Linked DNA regions of Arabidopsis thaliana: region 1 is linked to region 2. A link is a contact called in public capture Hi-C data. All regions are on one chromosome and are shown on one strand. Each heading gives the region's core, a stretch centred on a gene start, on an enhancer-like site or on the middle of the called end of the contact. The rest is flanking DNA. Distances are from core to core; before and after follow the strand shown. Region 1 holds the start of AT4G04085 (a long non-coding RNA gene). Region 2 holds the start of AT4G01435.

Evidence for each region. Capture Hi-C pulls out chosen DNA fragments and counts their contacts.
Region 1: a contact with region 2 is called in a capture Hi-C map of root, with 4 times the contacts expected there. The contact joins the promoter of AT4G04085 here to the promoter of AT4G01435 in region 2. A contact is called at or near these places in 5 of 26 Hi-C or Micro-C datasets (cotyledon, leaf, root and 2 more) and 2 of 3 other capture datasets (root and seedling).

The regions. Positions count from the first base shown.
Region 1 is chr4:1,004,444-1,010,596 of TAIR10.1, reverse strand. AT4G04085 (a long non-coding RNA gene) reads right to left here and starts at 2,334. Exons shown (of 1, transcript NR_141775.1): 1 at 1,764-2,334. AT4G02300 (Plant invertase/pectin methylesterase inhibitor superfamily) reads left to right here. Exons shown (of 3, transcript NM_116463.2): 3 at 540-1,296. The coding sequence ends at 1,231. It overlaps GH9B13 (glycosyl hydrolase 9B13), which reads left to right and starts at 5,292. Exons shown (of 7, transcript NM_116462.4): 1 at 5,292-5,750; 2 at 6,125-6,153. The coding sequence starts at 5,472.
Region 2 is chr4:590,076-596,607 of TAIR10.1, reverse strand. AT4G01435 reads left to right here and starts at 4,016. Exons shown (of 2, transcript NM_001340314.1): 1 at 4,016-4,247; 2 at 4,342-4,783. The coding sequence starts at 4,062. The coding sequence ends at 4,350. UMAMIT31 (nodulin MtN21 /EamA-like transporter family protein) reads right to left here and starts at 211. Exons shown (of 6, transcript NM_116374.2): 1 at 1-211. The coding sequence starts at 77.

The sequences.
Region 1 (6,153 bases), core at 1,085-3,584, 420 kb before region 2:
GTATATTATTTAATTTGTATAGATTTCACATATTATAAATATTCTAAACGTTTTTCCGTCAAATTTTCTAAAAGTTTAATAAACTTTAAATAATTATAATATTTAACCTTTAAAAAAGTATAATATTAATAATGTCCTAATTTTTTTTTTTAAGTAATTAGAATCGATGGAGATATATTAGATAAAGAAATATTAGTAGTGAGGAATATTAATTAATTGATAAGAATTAATTCATTGTAAAGAAATTCCAACTTGAATATATATTTGATAAAAGTGCATATGTAAATAGACCATGTTGTTCAATCCAAATATAATACACATTTTTAGAAATTGCTTGTTAGAACATGATATATATACTCATCTAAAGATGGGCTTAGACCAAATTACATCTTGAGCCCAAATAAAAATCCATTTTCTGTTTTTATCTACACAAATCCACCCTAAAGATTTATCCACATCAAATATATTTTCATACATTTCTTCTGTGTTTTTTTTCTACCTTCCTAAAAGTATTAATTATGACATAATTGTTTATGCAGGCGTGAAAGGTAAAGGCTACATAGCAAAGGACATATCATTCGTGAATTCTGCAGGACCGGCCAAAGCACAGGCTGTGGCCTTTCGAAGCGGCTCTGATCACTCTGCCTTTTACCGTTGTGAGTTCGATGGTTACCAAGACACCCTTTATGTTCATTCAGCCAAACAATTTTATCGAGAATGCGATATATATGGTACAATCGATTTCATATTCGGCAATGCGGCTGTTGTGTTCCAGAATAGTAGTCTTTATGCTCGTAAACCTAATCCTGGACATAAAATTGCATTCACCGCTCAAAGCCGCAATCAGTCGGACCAGCCCACGGGTATATCTATACTTAATTGTAGAATCTTGGCCGCACCTGATTTGATCCCTGTGAAAGAAAACTTCAAGGCGTACTTAGGTCGACCATGGAGAAAATATTCTAGGACGGTTATCATAAAATCATTTATTGATGATCTTATACATCCCGCTGGATGGTTGGAGGGGAAAAAAGATTTTGCACTTGAAACTTTATATTATGGAGAGTATATGAATGAAGGGCCTGGGGCAAACATGGCAAAGCGAGTCACATGGCCTGGTTTTAGACGCATCGAAAACCAAACGGAGGCTACCCAATTCACAGTCGGTCCATTTATCGACGGTAGCACATGGCTAAATTCAACTGGCATCCCTTTTAGTCTTGGTTTCTAATCGTTAAATTTGATAATAATGAAGCAATCTGTTGTAACAATCATATATTGTATCGTAAACATTGGACTTAAACTTAAAATGTTTTTTGTCAACATTCTTGTTAAGTTTTATTGCATGCATAGTATTGGTGTAGTACTGTTTTAAAGCTGCCTTGGATTCAATGCGACATGAGTATGTAAATATAGCTATGGCTAGTCTATCGATATTGTGGCATAGCTATATTTACTTAGCCATGTGGATTCAAAGGTCGAATTACCAAGTGAGATTTTGTATATTGTGGCAGATTAATTGAGTTCTTAATTTCAGTCTGATATTTTGAGTGAATATGATAGAGAAAAATATGGTAGAATTTAAAGTATTAAACTAGTTAAATGAAAAAAATTATATTAGAATTTGGTCAAAGAAACTTATTTATTTGTCCACATGTGTAATTTAATATTTCCGATGAAATTTGTAGCCTTTACCATCTGTTTTCTAGGTTGTTCAATAATGGAAAGACTTTTACAGTGAAGCAGAAAAAGGAGAATAAGAACATGAATCCAAAGTTCGGTTTTTATATTTTTCCTCTTTATATCGTGTTGTTTTGTTTTGGAGGGTCATAATGCATGTGGAATCATCACAGAAGCGCACATGATAAGTACGACATTCCCATCCTCTCCATTATTATTATTCAACGCCACTCTTTATACTTATACATATACAAACATACATTGATATCCATTTTATACATATATCACTATATTTCTCACAAATTTTAAACAACAATATCCACATGTGATTAGCTTACTCGACGAGTAGAAATATAAGGAGTTTTCTTCGGCAAAGAAAGAAAAGCTAAGTCTTATGATTCATTCTTCAATAGTCGGGAAACAATTATTTGGCATCTGGAATGGGGACTGTTGTGCGAGGACGCACTCATGGGAATATCTTGGAGGTTGAGTCGCGATTCGAATATGCGAGAATGCCTACTATGGTAGACGGATAAGCATATCATGAAACAGAACACGGTCATGTAATGAGGGGGACAAAAATGGAAGATCATTTTAGAGTAAGAAGTAGAAGTATGGCCGTGTGATCAAACCTAAGGGTTGAATCACCATGACAATAGTACGTACATAACTATAATAATTTTCATAAAACGTTTAATTTACTTGTGTATGGACGACAAATTTTAAAATTATGTAGAATAAAAAAAGAAGGAAAAATGACGAAATCTTATATATATATATAGACATGATGTCTTCCATGCTTAATGTTTTGGCTCAAAATGCATCAATTTTTATTTTATTTTTCACTTGTTAATATTAAGGTAAAGTGTATATATCTCATTGCTAGCCTTAGCATCCTTGTTGGGTTTTGGACGTTTCTTCATGCAGACTAAACTTCTGAAAATATTCACTAATAACACTAAAGCAATGTTGTGTTAAAAAAGAAAAAAAATTGTTGTGTTAAGATTTCATTGGCTATAAATTACGTACAACTAAAATTATTAAATAAACACATATTTTTAATTTTTGTTTATATTATAAACTTAATGATGGATTATACTCGCATATGGGATTCATATATAATAGATGGCTCAGCCCGAAAGGCAATGAAACATTCCAAAAGTTTGTATTCACAAATCACAATCTATGAAAAAAGAACAATTGCATTTCCTAAAGATTGAACATGTAAACATGCTGCACAAGAAGTCAAGAAATTCATTAATGAGAATCAAATGCTTTACTATCAATAATGATTAATTGCTATAAAAAATGTGCTACAGGTAAATTAAAAGGATTTGATTGATTCTGTCTTTCATCAAATTTGTTTTATTATAAAGAAAAAGACAAATATTTGAGACCCTAATTAAAAATCTAAAACAGTTTAACTTTGAGTCTCTTGACAAATTTTTAAAGTTATAGGATGCTCGCATGCTTTCCTTTGCCGTGAGTTGGAGAAAATCAAAAGATCATCTCATTTTGTATCTCCCCATACACTTTCAGTAAATGTTTGAATGTATTCATAAATGTTTTCGGCACAAATTAAGCCAAAACCAAACTACAGTTCGACACCATGTTGTAATTTTGTCGATAACAAATTCAAACTTTCGATTATGTCTTGTTTCATTTGGCTCTCCAGACGAGGATTTACCATATTTGGAAAGAAAAGAATGCACATTGACGTCTACAAGATCACTATCCGATTGTCCAACCTCGCTCACAATTTTCTGAATACTAGGAGGTTATGGCCAAAATCCGTAATCCTTCCAAGCGCGAAACCACAACATATAATATTAATTTCGTTTTAAACGTCATTCGAACCGACGACCTCTAAGCTTTACCTATTATCTTTACCAGTTGAGATAACGATACTTGGTCTCGCTCAAATTATTAAAAATATTGTTCGAGACCATTTTGTCTATCTCCACTATCCCGAAACAAGCAAATAACTACTTCTAGTTCAATTTGTAAATATCAAATATCAAATTTGAAACAGTTTAAAGTTTGGAACTTGTGAGAATATAGAAAATTGTCTAGATAAAGTGAAGCAGTATTTACCTGTGATATAATTTGGGCCCTCGACATTTAGTATAATTTTCCGTAAATCAAGTGATTGGCTTGCCGATAAGTTATGACAATCATTGCTGTAACGCTTTTACCGTACATTATTATTCAAATAATTGTAACCTTTTCTTAGCAGAACGCATAACAATTTCTAATTAGCGATCATATATTACGGATTCGACTATAAAGAACAAAACCACTACTATAGTTCCTAATAATTGTTATAGTGGCCAGAGTTTATATAGTTCATTATAGATTCGTATTAAAAGGCTGATCACATGCACACATGTGTATGTGGAATGATTGAAATAAAGTCATGCAAGTCTCATCATCATCAATACAATCTACTCAAAAACATGTGTCCATGAATTTGTCTAGACCGGTTAATGGTTCAACGGTTGCTATGATTATTTATTTGGCATTTGTATAGCTAAAATTGGTACCTACACTATCTATATACATGACTTAAGACGCATAGATAAACAAATTGAAAATACATGATAGAACAGTAAACACTAATATATATGCCATTTGGTTAATCGAATCTTGAATCATAATAATTCATAACGTCCAAAAATTATATCGTGTGAGTAACCCCACACTTTAGAGATTCGTTCCCTCAAATTTATCTAGTAAATAATTTTGAACTGTTTTACATCCTTTATTAAAGTAATACATTGATCTCGAACACATATTATAAACGACAAATTAATCATGAAATGTGTGCTCATTTGGATAAACAAACTTATTATTTTGTTAAATAATATGATTTGAAGGCTACAATGTCTTGTTGGGAAACATAGGTTTGCCCGTCAAGATTCATGAAGGACGATTTTTAGACACAACATAAGGTTTCACTAATGAAGATGTGAAAATGGACTCATCGTTCTAAGTAAAAATGGCAAAGGAGAAGCTAGGCCCTTGCGAAAACTAACCCAACCAGGCAACCAATGTCTTCATCATCCGTATAAGCGTGTTGTCCTACACGTAACCATCCCTTGAAGAAACAGTCGACAACAAGAATCATAGACAATTGTTGTTAAACAATCTTTTGAGGTTACATAATCAATTCATGATCCTGATCCAAGCCTAGCTAGATGCATGTCGATCTTTCATTCGTTGTAGTGACGTTAATACTCAAAATCGGCATAACGTAAACAATATTTTTTTTTACCTAATTGAAAGAAAATATAATTTGAAATACATCCGTTTTGTCATTTACATACTTCACAAGCACCGAATCTTATCCAAATGTATTCAAAATAAATCCAAGAATAAAACCAGATACATAAGTAAAATGAATCTTTAGTCATAACTTAGATTTGCGAATGGGCTTCCATCTCCCAAACGAGTCGAAACAAGCACAAGTACGGACAATAACTTATTTTCAATATTTTCCACAAACCCCTCAATTATTTCTTTATTCTAATTTTGGACAAAAACTATTCAAATTAGTCATTTTTTTGAAGTTACATCTTTTTCCTTCTGACAATCCAAAAATCACACAAAAAAAAATTAGTCGAAAAACTTTTTAACTAGTCACAGAGCGAGGAGAGAGAGAGAGAACCTTTTTTTTCCTCTATAAAAAGCTGAGCCACTTCCTCTGTTTCCCACAAAGCAGCTTCTGCAACCTATTCGTTGGTTGGTTAATAGAAGCTCTCTTTCTCTGTCTGTCTTTCTCTCTCAGAGAAATGGCTCTTCTTCTAGTTTCTTCTTCCTCCTCCTATGCCCTCAGAGTCACCATTTTCTTGTCTTTCTTCTTCTTTCTCTGCAATGGCTTCTCTTACCCTACTACTTCTTCTCTTTTCAACACCCATCACCATCGTCACCACTTGGCCAAGCACAACTACAAAGATGCTCTCACTAAATCAATCCTCTTCTTTGAAGGCCAAAGGTCAGGGAAACTTCCTTCTAACCAGAGAATGAGTTGGAGAAGAGACTCTGGTCTCTCTGATGGCTCTGCTCTTCATGTAATTCACCTCAACTTTTCCTCACTCTCTTCTTCTCTTTTTATGAAATATATGAAATGGGTTTCGTTGGTTAATGAGAGATCTCAACAATGTAGGTTAAGTGTTGTATCAATATCGCCAAAAGATTCAACCTTTTTACATAACTCTACTGCATCAAAAAACAGAGGATAAAATTAGGGTTTTTGTTTTTTCCCCCTTTTTTCTAAAATCCCTAATTTTAACAAAATGGGCTTGCTTAGAAAGCTATAGATCTCAAGATTCTCAACAATGTAGGTTAAATTCTGTATCAATATCGTCAAAAGATCAAATCTTTATTAGTTGTTTTCTTTCCCCTCTTTCCAAAAAATCTCTAATTTGTGTGTTTTGTTGATTAGGTGGATTTGGTTGGAGGGTACTATGATGC
Region 2 (6,532 bases), core at 2,767-5,266:
GCATTAGCTAAACCCAGCGCTGAATTGATCATAACCATAATAATCACCGGTGTCCATTTACCATCGCAGTAACCCATTATTGATTACTAGTCGACTGCTAACCAAAAAAAAGTAAATACGAAGTAATTACACTTATTATGAATAAGTTAATAACTAATCTCTCTCTTCTTTTTGTATTCTTTTTGTTTCTCTAAGGGGTTTGTGTATATGAATGATTGAAGGCAGAAGAAACTTGTATATATAGAGACTTTGTTCACTAGTCATATATATATATTTTTTAAATTTTATTTAATTTTAGAATAAAGTACGAATTTATAAAACTAAAGCTTCTTCTGTTTCTCTTTTGATTGCCACAAGTTTCTCGATGAATTAGACAGATCATGACATTGACGTAGATGATGACCATTTTTTTTAAAAGAATATTTATCTCTTCTGGTAACCGCTAGTTCATATGCTTCATGCAGTGCGTTAATTCTTTACTAAAGTGAAACTATACATCTTCAAGAAAGATGAAACAAGTATACATTCTATTTTTATACGAACAGAACAAACTATAATGGTAAGTTGAGTTCTAACTTTGCTATCCCTCACGTTTAATTATTCTTATTCTGTTATCTACAGTTTATAAATGAAATGAATAAACTTTACTTTCTAGCTATCAAAAAACAACATAGACAAAATCGAATAAGAATACATACAATTTAATCAAAAGAGTGATAACATTGAATTTTTGTTACCATAGTGGTAAGTGGTATGTAATGCACTCTAGTTGGCGAGGTCATCAATTTGATTGTTTTCATATTAGTAATTCTAATCGCCTTAAAGTTGAACACTGCCACACAAAAAAAAACGCTTTAAAGTTGAAAACTTTGGTTTTTAACAGGATTGACTCAAATGTAGATGAAATTTTAAATAATTCTATTTTATAAAAATCAAAACAAAACTTGTTTATTTCTAAGTATCTGATCGTATTTTATCTAAATTCATTTTTTCTTCAAACTCTAGTTATCGAAGAGCATAAGAGCATTTTTTTTTTAACTGAGATTTTTTAAAAATAAAATTTATTTGAAAAAATATTAAAATTCACTAAATATACAGAAGTAGCTGATGTAGGGAATCTAGGTGACATCTCATCTTAAGCATTTTATCCATTTTGGGAACTGTTAAAAAAGTTATGCTTTTACCCTTTTTAGTAATTTCCACTACACCTCTGACATGATGTGCAAACCTTTTTTTGTTTGGGGGTGGGGTGGGGGGTTCAGATTTGCAAAGATATAAACATATAAGCATGGGTTATTAACTCAAAAAAAAAAAAGACTCAAACATTTAACTCAAATGATTCAAAAAAAAAAACTAAATATTTTCGAAAGGGTAAAAGCCTTTTGATAAAACAGGACTATGCATAAATGTTTTATACAATAACATATTATTTATAATTCGAGTTTTTTTTATTGTGGGTATCTTAACTAGCTAATTCCACTAAAACCATAATATAAAAATAATATTATTTCTATTTTATATTAGTTGTCGGTTAAAATTTTTTCATAAATATTAAGAAAATATTCAATATTTTTTTACCTCTAATTAATGTATTGTTTTATTTAATATCATCAATTAATAAACTTAAAAATAGAGATAAATTTGAAAATTTTGTCAAGTATTAATATTTGGTTGGACCGGCCCTGGGTAAGACTCTTAATTTGGAATTTTAAGCTAACAAATATTAATATTTTAATATAATTCAATTATCTATTTAAATTAAATATGTAAACAAAAACTATAATCATTCAAGGTTGGCATTATCATGAGTGTGTCTAATAAAGAATTCATGGGTTCTCAAAAATAAGAACTTTAAGAACCTCTCTCACCTTCTATCTCCAACATTTTAATATTTTATCATTATTTTAGAGAAACTATTTTGATTAGATATTTCATTAGAGATGCTCTAAAAACTCATGAAAGGAAAAGATTTTATTTTTATTTTTGATTGGCTGATGAATTTATTTTTATTTTCTTAGCAGAGGAAAAGATTTTATATGTTTATGATTTGCAAATCTATATATTATGTGTCATGCATGTTTAAAATTTCATGACATGGCGATGACACATGACAGTTTCGAGAATGCTGACGACATTCATATGGAGAGGATTAACCAATTTTCATATATATTAGATAAAGATCCGTGTTATGCTGCAGAGTATTTTGATGAAATTGTGTTTGAGTTTCTAATAATCAAAGTACTAATCTTATTTAGTGTAAAGTCATAATCTATAACTTATTCTTCTTTTAAAAGAAACAAGAGGATTAGTTTTTTTCTTGTAGAGTTGATACGAAGTTGTTTTGAGTGGCATTTTTCGTTAATACTTATGTTGGAGACTATGAATTGTTATGAAATTTTACCATTGTCTTTTTTTATATAATTATATTTTAACCATTAGTCATATTAATTAGTTAAAACGTTAACTTATTTATTTATGTATGATTTATTTTTTAATTATTAAAAATATGACCAATAAATTGAAATTTCTTCTCTCTAGCGAGATAAAACATTACGTAGCGATGTTTCAAACTAAATTTGGCTTCATTACATCTTACAATTCCGACATTTTTATGTCTTCTAGTTGAACGAAAATATTGATGTGTCAGGTTTGAGAGACATGGGTTTTAGTTTAATTGTATTGATGATTTTCAAATAAATATTAATTTAAGGGAAAATTGGAAAAAAAGATATCTACAAAAAAATTTGATAACTGAAATCTATTAAAAGTATTTGTTATTTTATTGCTAAGATACTCAGAGTATCTTAACCAATGGAGATGTCCTTAGTGTTTTAATTACAATTTACATAATATGATATATACTAATTACCCCAAATAATCTTGTATATATCACTCGTCCGACAAACACATTGCTGAGACAGGTTTTTATGTCATTAACCAAACATTATTCAACTGGTTGAGTCGGTTAATAAAACTCAAGGTGCAGTTGGTTTATAAAACTCAAGTTTACGATCCTACTTAATAATGTTATTTTGGTAAATTATGTTGTCATTATAAAATCTAGTTATGTCGTTTAACAAGAAAAAGTATTATTTATGTCGTTTCTAACTTTTCATTTACAATTTTGTTTCTTTACGTTTTTCTTTGCCATTGATTTGATCATGTTGGCTTTTATCTTCTTTTGGAAAAGCAAAGGAAAGTTAAAGTCATATAAAGCTTTTATTTCTTTCAAGTAAAATTATAGCTAGTCGGCCAATCTGATTTTCTTCGAAAGTTAATGGGCTTATTAATATGTGCAGCACTAAATGATAGCACAATTTGCATATAAAATACATATGCCTTATGAGATAAACGAAGTGGCACTGGCATGACTTCGGTCGTATACCGGATTCAACAAGACACTTAAACATCTCGACAGTGATCGTTCGGAGACTATCATGTCCATTTTATCAAATTGACTTGTAAAAATAAGAGCAAATGCATTTTGTGATATAAATAATCAAATCAATATTTTATAACTCTTTTCATACACTATATCTTTTTTTTTTTTCAAAAATAAAAATAGTACATGTGTTGTATTTGAAAAAGATAATACATACTTTGTAGATCCATTATATTATGGGAAAAAACCTGAAAAAACCTCCATTTATTTTTAATTTGTCCGTTTAATACATGCGTTATTTAATTTGTCTGTTTAATACTTAAGTTAATTTTTATGTCCTTTAAAAACTTTCATTTTCTAAAATTTTGACAAAATCAGACGTCTAAAATAACGACCGTTAACAGTGGTAACGGAATCGCTAACCACAATTAAAATTTAACCCTATAATGTTTACTATTTATATACAATTGATTTTCTAATTGTTACGAATTTATTATCTTAGTCTAGTGGTTATGTGAGTATTTATTATTCGAATCACCCCGAGATCAAATCTCATGTCCAACCAATTCTTTGGATTTTTTTCCAGGATTTTTTTTCCCTTTGCTTCTTATTCTATGAAAACAAACGACGATAGTACTCTATCTTTCCAGATGAATCTCCTTCCCTATACAAAAGCCTCATGCCTCCTCGCTCTCTCGCAATTCACAAAGTTTCCAAACATCTAAAGTTTTCAATTTTACAATATTATCGCTATCATCTGCTTGATTCTCTGCAAAAAGAGAAGACTTTAACTGAGAAGAAGAAGAAGTCGTCTGATTTATTGAAGAAACTCTGCGAAACAAACTCAGTTCTCATATCGTTTAAGGTAAATAAGCGCAACATTCTTTTTTCAATTTGTGTGTTTGTCGATTGTATATGAAAGATGCTGAGATTAGGGTTTGTTTGTGTGTTTTTTTCAGGGATTTTAAAAGGCTAATCGAAGATGAATCCAGAAAAGTTCATACACAAAACAAACGAGACAATTGCTACAGCTCATGAGTTAGCTGTGAATGCAGGACATGCTCAATTCACTCCTTTGCATTTAGCTGGTGCTTTAATCTCTGACCCCACCGGTATATTCCTTCAAGCAATCTCTAGTGCCGATAGCGAGAACGCAACTCAATCGAAAACCTAATCTGATATGGGCCGCCGTCAGGTTTAAAAAAAAAAAAGACCAAAATATTGGAGGGGTGTGGTGATCGAACTCATGTTCACGAGAATAATAAAATCTCACATAACCAATGGACTAGGATAATATGTTCGTAATGACTAGAAAAACAATTGAATACAAGTAAACAAATATTATAGGGTTAAATTTTAACTGTGGTTAGCGATTTCGTTACCACTGTTAACGGCCGTTATCTTGGACGTCTGATTTTGCCAAAATTTTAAAAAATGAAAGTTTTTAAAGGACATAAAATTAACTTAAGTATTAAACAGACAAATTAAATAACGCAGATATTAAACGGACAAATTGAAAATAAATGGAGGTTTTTTCGGGTTTTTTTCCATCTTCTTATTATATAAAGTACAGTTTTGAAAGTTACTAACTCGCGAGATCATGACACATGACAATTTTATCAATCTTAGATGTTGACACGTGTCAAACAAAATATATAAAAAAAAACTGTATGGAAATATAAGAAAACTATATGTATTTTATTAAAGTTAAAAATAGAAATTGAAGACAAAAAAAGGCCAAATGTAAGTTACCAATTCTTAAGAAAAATGGAAAAAAATACTACTTTAATTTCTCCTTAAAAGATAATTATGGAAATTTATTAGAAAAAAACTAAATAAGATAATTATACAAAAATTATATGTATATTATTAGATAAAAATAGAAATTAGAAAAGCTGTCCTACTATATAATTCTAATTAAATTTACCAACTATTAAAAAAAAGGAAAATTTACAATTATTTATCAATTATAGAAGAAAAATGATTATATACATAATTCTACAAATCAAAAAGAATGTTTAGGATTATATACATAATTCTAAACAAAAAATATGTAAACATCCATCTCTATATAAACAAAGAGATAATCTCTTATTTTTTCACAAAAAACCCCTCAAAATCACTGTTTTTGCCTCAATGTTTTGTTTTTTGTTTTTTCTTGGTAAGTCAAACTTTAAACTTTTTTTCTGGGTGGTTGACTATAATACATGTACATTTATCATATTTATTTTCTAGGTTTACCCTGTTCTTATGCTATTAGAGTATTATTATATCATGCTTGCATTAGAAAATATTATTCTTCGTTGCTATTTAAATTTTCTTGGTACGTAAAAACTTTCTTCTGGGTTAATTAGTTAATATTTACTTATACGTTGACTATAATATGTATAGAACTGTTATATTTATTTTCTAAGTTGACACTGTTCTTACGCTATTAGAATATTATATAGACCTTACCTTAGAAACAATTATTAAGCGTTATTGTTTACATTTACTTATCTTCAATTCTTAAAAAAAAAATCAGAATAGCTATCATCAAAGATAACATAAAGACACAAGTTCAAGAAAGTGGGAACCAAGAAAAAAATAAAAAAATGAACTCATAAAAATAAAATTGCTCCTACTTGATGAAAAGGTAAATTTTAATACTTTAATCCTAAATATTCTTCAATTTATTAATCTTTTTTTAAAACAGAAAAATACAATTCAAGGTTCTATCCATCATTATCTTATTGAAAAGTTTGGAGCTCAATTATGTGAAGGAAACCTTATTGAAATTTGCAACTTCCATGTGCAATATGTTGAAATAAGAATTACAAGATCTCCGATCATAAATCTCAGATGATACTAACAGAAAAAATCACGATCCATCCATAAAATTATAGTATAAATAGGCGGGCCTTATGTGGATCACCACATAAACTAATTTCTTCATAAATACTCACAATTGACTCAAAATAATTATGAAAATATCATTTAAACAATGTCATTTAATAAAATAACATGTCATACTAAAAAATATAGGAGTAACATGTGATTGTTATGCAGGTGACGATATATAGTGACTGTTCATGGTTACAAAAGTGGTGATAGAAAAAATTAGTATAAGGGAAATATACCTTATTATATAATTAGTATGATATATTTTAG